Linked DNA regions of Siniperca chuatsi: region 2 is linked to region 1. A link is a contact called in public Hi-C data. All regions are on one chromosome and are shown on one strand. The core of a region is the stretch at or near the end of the contact, and the rest is flanking DNA. Distances in the headings are between cores, read along the strand shown. Region 1 overlaps sesn1 (sestrin-1). Region 2 holds the start of foxo3b (forkhead box protein O3B).

Region 1 (3,493 bases), core at 699-3,198:
GCGACGTTTCCATTAAAGACTTCTCATAGCATGAAAAACACAGGGGTAATTAATAACTGAGGGATGGCTGAATTCCATTTGGGTGCTCCACTTCCAGGGACCTGGTATTGTGGATGTTGCCTTACTGACATGGTTTACTTTGGCGCTAATGGAATGGAGCCATCATTAATGTTATTAATTACACATGTGCTTTTTCTGCTATGACAAGTCCAAATGTCTCCTGTGAGAAAGGTACAGTTAATGAGACTGTAATCTTGTAACAGCATTACATCATCCTGTAGCAATAGGCCTTTTATCACAGCAGACATGATGACATGTCACAGTAAAAGCAAAGGTGTAAATAATAAAATGAATGATGGCTGAATTCCATTTAGCTGCTTCAGTTTCAGGGTTAACTGGGACACTTTTAATAGAACGAAGCCATCGTTAATGTTAATAATAAGACCTGTGGTTTTTTTCTGTAACTTTCTGAAACTGACAAACTGATTGGCCAGCTGTGCGGATGTGAAAAAGTAAGCTGGGTTTGAACTTCTCTCTCAAGCTCTCTTTTTTTCTTTCTTAACACAGCTATTTCTGTTACTTTTTGTGTTTACAAATGAGTATGAATGAATGATTGATTTCCAGGAGAGACTGTCCAAAAGTGAGCGCCATTATGCCCATATTTAAACAATTATCACATCTCACCCCTCTCTATGAAAGCAGTCTTTTCGCTCAGTTTTGAGTGTGGCTGTAAAGAACAGAGCCGCTGGGGTTTGGGTCACACTTCATATGAACTAGTTCTTCTCGATTCCCTGGCCATTACGAGCATGTATGTGATTTACGCCTTGGTTTTGTCTGTCTGGCTACATATAGCTACAGGCACTTTTATACATTGCAGGTAAAAAAAAGAAATCCTGTTTATATTTTGATTTACAGTTGATATTCTCCTATAAAAACACTGCAATTGAACATCAGTCAAAGTTAGCAGTGAAGAACATAGCTCTTTGTACTTACAATACAAATACAACGCTATTTATTATAAAGTCTCTATCAAGTAAACTAAACATGATTTTTAGCAGGGTTAGTGCAATAATAATACACATACATACATACATACATACATACATACATACATACATACATACATACATACATACATACATACATACATACATACATATAAATAAATACCTTTTTGTTTGAAGAACCTCTGACTTTATTGTGCCCCTCCTACTTCTGAAACCAAACCTACGCCCTTGTTTATTTCTGTAGGCTTTTGGATATCCTGAGGGAGTATTCAAACAGCGACGCGCACACACACACACACACACACACACACACACACACACACACACACACACACACACACACACACACACACACACACACACACACACTATCCAACAAAATAAACCTGATATAGAAATGGCTGCATATCACCCCACTTACCTTATACACTCGGCCTCTGGTCTCGGACACTTTCATCTATCGACTTGTGTGCCATCTGTTGAGGATTCATTTGATTGAATTCATAAATTAATGATGAAGGTTATTGTCTAGTGGATGCAGTATTTGAAAAAAAATCAATATATGCCTTTTATCCTCCACCCTCTTACTCTTTAATACTCCGCCTTTTACTTGATGAAACAGAATGGCCCATTGAGTGGTTTTATCACTCACACAGCATATTGAGGGACTGAAGCAGCTGCAGTTCACCTGTGTGGACACAGGGGGGTGCTCTGTACCAGTCTGTAGTCTGCTTTTGCTCTCCTCTCAAGTTGCTGGATGGGAATTTTCCATGCACTGGGCTGAATGCATGCAATGTTGCGCATGATTTTAATTTTTTCCTTTTGCCCTGGTCACTGGGTATTTATCCAATATGTATGTATGTATGTATGTATGTACGTGTGTGACTTTTTCTATGTGTTTATGTCATGTGTGGATCTGTCTGCCTTTGAATGTGAGTGAGTGTGTGTGTGTGTGTGTGTGTTTACATGTCTTGAGAGATTTGAGCATGCAGGATTTAGAGGCATCTGCAGATCAGGTCACAAAGCATGAATAGCCCAGTGGCTGCAGTCCAGGCCTCAGTCTGAGGTAGCCCCTATTAGGATACAAACCACACAGGCTCAACACCGGCCTTAACCAGCTGGAATACACAAACAAAATATTAGGGCCACTCGCTCCTGCTCAGATCAGGAAATATTGTGTAACCACCAAAATGGAGTTTCTCCATTTCAGAATGGAGTTTAGTCTGAATCCAGGTGAAAAGCTGTAATTCTTTATTGATTTAACTCACTATATCTGCTTTGACTTGAGCAGAAGATGCTACTGAACAACAGTAGTTGATCAATAGAAAATTATTTGTCATCAGTTTTGATGATCGATTGATTGTTTAAGTCAAGCAAAAATGCCAAACATTGAATCTAGCCTCTGCAATGTAAAGATTTGCTGCTTTTTTCTGTTGAACGTAATTGAAAACTGAATATCTTTTGGTTTTAGACCATTGATTGGACAAAATAAACAATTTGAAGGTCTCACCTCGAGGTCTGGTAAATTGTGAGGGATTTTTCATTGCTTTGACAATTTATAGACCAAATGATTCTTTGATTTATTGACAAAATTGTTAACAGATTAGATTGTTGCACCTCTTAACAACACAGGTTTAGGGATTTTGAGAATTGGACTGCCATAATGGGTGTGTATGTCAGAAATAATGAGACTAAATGTAAATATCAAGATGTATTATATCTTTTCTGCCTATGCATTCGTCAGTGATGTGTCAGTATATTTGATTGTGTAGGCTCCTTGTGAGTTTAAAGGCACCGAAGTGCCTTTAGTCTATAAGGAAAAATGTCAAACATGCAGCAGTACACGCACAGTGCTCACAAGGGCTTGTTCACCTCTGTGCATCCAATCTTGCAAAGACCCCACACTTTGAGACATGAACTTAGCTGTGTCAGCACCTGATGGATTGTTTCCCATTGCAGGCATTGTGTGCTGCTGTTCACCGAATGGTGTTGCTTCAAGCTTTGCCCAGTGCAGTGTTGGCTTAGGCCTGGCTACGGTGTTGTTTCAGCGTGTGTGGTATTGTTTCAGGCCCAGTGTGGAGTGGTTGAGGCCGGGTATTGTGCTCTCTTCTCGGGGGGTATTGTCCTGGGCTGATGTATGTGTGCTTGTTTATGTTACAGGCCAGTTTGTCAGGACGGTGACAGTTTCATGCTACGGGACCTCCGCATTCCCACAGTCGAGCTCAGCTCTTTTGCTCTAAAGCCAGGCCAAAGTGTGAGTGTGTGTGTGTGGTAGCGACACGAAGGGAGAGAGTGTGTGTCTGCATGTGTGATTGACATGCAGTGTCAATGCACGAGTGAGTTTGTTTCACAGTGTTTACTTAGGGTAGGAAAACACACTCCCTCACGTTGACCAATGTGTCTGCCCTAAATTTGGACATGTACCTTCATGTTGGAGGTTATTTGGTGTCATATCTCACAGACAGACAGACAGGCAGGCAGGCAGG
Region 2 (3,493 bases), core at 337-2,836, 130 kb after region 1:
GTATAATGAGTGCCAGACTTTCCAAATAGACACTCGTAAAAACACTACTGCGCTGGCATAATTGTGTGCGTGTCTGTTCGTGTGTGTACGTCAGTGGGTTTACAAGCCACATGCTTTTTGTTTTTGTTTTGATGGAAGAAGGAGGGGGGCTGGGTGGGTGAGTGGGACGACTCTTACCTTCCATCCTGCAGAGCTGTTGCTGTCGCCTTTGTCTTTGAAGTAGGGGATGGATCTCACCATCCAGTCATAAATTTGGGACAGTGTCAGTCTCTTGTCCGGCGCGCTCTCAATGGCTTTGGTTATCAGGTCGGCGTAGGAGAGATTCCCCCATGCGTTACGACGAGACGATGCTTTCCTCGGCGTCTGCTGGGCAGCCAAGCTGCTGGGGGTCAGCGCGCCAGAGGTGGCCGTCGGGGAGTGCGTGGAGAGCGGGGAGCCTCCGCTCTCCTGGCCGGGGGAGGAGAGCGCTCCATCGGCTATGGGGCTGTTGCTGCTCTGGTCCTCTGTTGCCAAACCAGAGCCATGGACACTGGTGGCATTATCCTCCTCCTCATCCTCTTCCTCGGGTATGATATCTGTGTCATTGCTCTCCGGTTTCACCGCGTTCGAGTCCGGTCGTGGCAGCGGCCAGGTGCAAGATCTGGGCCGCTTCTGTGGCTCAAAGTCCGGGTCGATGACCACGTCCAAGTCCGGGAGTGGGTCGGGGAACGGAGCCTCAGCCATTATCTCCTGCTCCAGTCACAATCTCGCCCCCGCTGCCAGGTAATAAAGTTACAAGACAAGAAATGAAGAGCTGTCAAAGTCGCGTCCCATGAATGCGCGCTCCCGTCCTTTGTTGCTATTCCACACCAGCGAAGTCCCAACAGGGCCAAGAGCAACTGTTGAGGACATGAAGAAAGAAAAAATAAAGCCAACACATTCGCTTAAAGCCAAGTTAAAATACAGGATAAAAGATACACTACACTGGCTGCGTGTGTACATTTAACCTATTTCTGTCAATGAAGCTACAATAAACTAGCCTACTTCTGAATTAAACAAACATATTTCAATGAAGCTATGCGCCTCTCTGAGCTTCACTTCATTATAAAACACTACTTGCTCATGAATAGGAGCTCTACACAAAACCCCGTCCTGATGCAAGGGTCTGAATCCACCCACTGGAGATCAATGGCTGAGGAGAAAGTGCTCAAACCTCATCTCTCTGGGAAATAAATCCGCTCTGAACACTTTAAATGAAATACCTTGTACGGCCTGTCACTTGCGCTCCGTGGTACAAAAAAAACCCCAGAAGAGACTAAATCCCGGATTGTCCACGGCCACTTCCAGATGCCATCTTGACTCTCTCCTTTTTCACTCCTCAAGTGCGCTCTGCGATGTACAGACAGATAGGATGTACGCAGGGCAAGTCAGTGTCGATGTGGAATAAGACTGCCACCTCACTCTGAGTATTACTGTATCTCGATGTGCTCTCCACACAGCGCTGCACACACGCGCTCACACACATACATACACACGCACACACTTACGTTCACACACAGACACGCGCATGCAAGTCGATCAAGGGCCAGCCCCCTGGATCCTGTGCATGGGATCGCCTTTTAAAGAGACACTGCAGTGAGTCCAACAGGACGGAGCTGTCTGTACGCAGGTGGAGGCTGGGACACGTCCTGACATGTTGGTGACAGGCAGAGAAATAGAGGGACACAACAGAAGAAGAAAAACGGAACCATTAAAGTCGATTAATGTATTCATTTTACAAAGATTTTCACTGTCACAGGTAAAAGGGATGTTTACATGTCCAACTTTAGTTTGCAGAGTACATCTTGGTGAAACTGGCACTACAGGTGTGCTACAGGTTTCTACTTTGTTAGAATCCATTAATGTAAATTTTTTAAAAAGCTGTCTAGGGCTGCAACTAACAATTATTTTCATTATCAATTAATCTGTCAGGTATTTTCTCCATTAATAAATGTGTTTATATATATATATTTTTTTTACATTTTATGGACCAAAAAAAAGTCCATCACAGTTTTCCAGAGGCAGCAACCAGTGAACTTTGTACATTTTTGCTTAAAAAACGACTCAAAATGGTGCTGATTTTCTGTCAATCAACTAATCGATTGTTTCCCCCTCTAAAACAGATTTTAACAGTTAATTACAGTGTTGTAATAGAAATTGTGCTTTCAAAAAGATTGTCATTGTTATATGTTACTGACATCATGATGGTGCTTAACGGTAAAAACATTTGGAACATAATATCACATATTCGGATTTTAGCTTTAACATCCATATAGATTTTTTATTCATATCACTCTTGTTGCCTCATTGCTATGGCTGATTGTGCCTTTAATCAGCGAACCAGGTTGTCAATCATGTCTGTTACGGCGCTCAGGCCACGCCCCCTTTCCGGAGCCCGTTCCACCTCGCTCCGGATGACGTCATCCCGTGTATTAGCCAGAGATAAAGGAGAGCAATCCTAGATGGTTTCTCCATCCTGTAAGTGATGCTCTCGACCTCCCTCCCTCCTCCTCCATCTCCTCCACCTTGACTGGATCAAAACAGCCTCGTCCACATCTTCTTTGTTTCACCGAGGGCTGCTTGCCGTGCAAGGTGCGCGTCCATTTGCGCGTGCTCGCGGTTTCTGTGCAGGAATGCGCGTTCACAGCTGACCATAACAAGATACAGTATCACTTCAGTATTACTGCATTGATTTATGGTGGGTCTGTGGTAATGAAATGTTAATTTTAGTTTTGATTTGACATCACAATAATATATTATTATTTTAGGATATCCTATCATGTATTATTTGTTTTGGGCATGGGTAAGTACATTTCCTGCATTGTAGTCTATTAACTGCTAAAATCATAACTCTAAATAAACAGCATATTACCCATGTGTCTGTGTTTTATGGGAGGATCTTCATCACAGTATTCACAATCAGCAAGCTGACAGACATGCTCTCTAAAGAGGTTGGACAGTATTGTTTGACTGTGCTCATTGACACATATTTCACCGGGCAGATTTGTACAACACGCACACGCTCAGTTACAGCAGCAGTCTGGAGTCTGTACTGTACGGGATTACCAGAGATAGTCGGTCTACACGTACACACATTGTGTGATGGTTTTTGTTCCCTTCACATCAAAGAGAATACCTGATGCAGCAGTTTGGCTCCTGCAGAGAACTATAGCTCACTGGATAAAATGAGAGAGGTTAGATGTCTGTAAGATTTTGTTTGTGTATTTGCTATAGGTCATCAGTCACTAAAGCATGGCATTTGTTTTGTTTCCTTTTTAACCCATTATTACAAAATCGGCAAAGGTTGAAACCAAGATTTCAACCCATTTTCTTCAAGAGCTCCAGCATTTGTTTATTGAGTGAATCCTAAGACTTGACCACTGAGCACACCTTTATTTTTCTGAAGCTTATAAACTGTTTGGATGTTCTTATGTTTCTTTGAATAAACCACAACACTGACTTTTGTTTGCTTTTT

The links. A called contact is a pair of places that touch in the nucleus more often than the background predicts.
Region 2: a Hi-C map of an unstated tissue shows a contact between it and region 1, with 9 times the contacts expected there. The contact joins the promoter of foxo3b here to the enhancer-like site in region 1. A contact is called at or near these places in 2 of 3 Hi-C or Micro-C datasets (skeletal muscle and an unstated tissue).

Annotation. Positions count from the first base shown.
Region 1 is chrLG16:17,216,758-17,220,250 of ASM2008510v1, forward strand. The region is part of intron 2 of sesn1 (sestrin-1); the gene reads left to right. Among protein-coding and RNA genes, the nearest start is that of sesn1, 13 kb to the left of the region's middle. Within about 2 kb of position 1,949, the one cell type or tissue checked has an H3K27ac peak away from gene starts, as active enhancers do.
Region 2 is chrLG16:17,349,861-17,353,353 of ASM2008510v1, forward strand. foxo3b (forkhead box protein O3B) reads right to left here and starts at 1,587. Exons shown (of 4, transcript XM_044168483.1): 1 at 1,242-1,587; 2 at 178-878. The coding sequence starts at 723.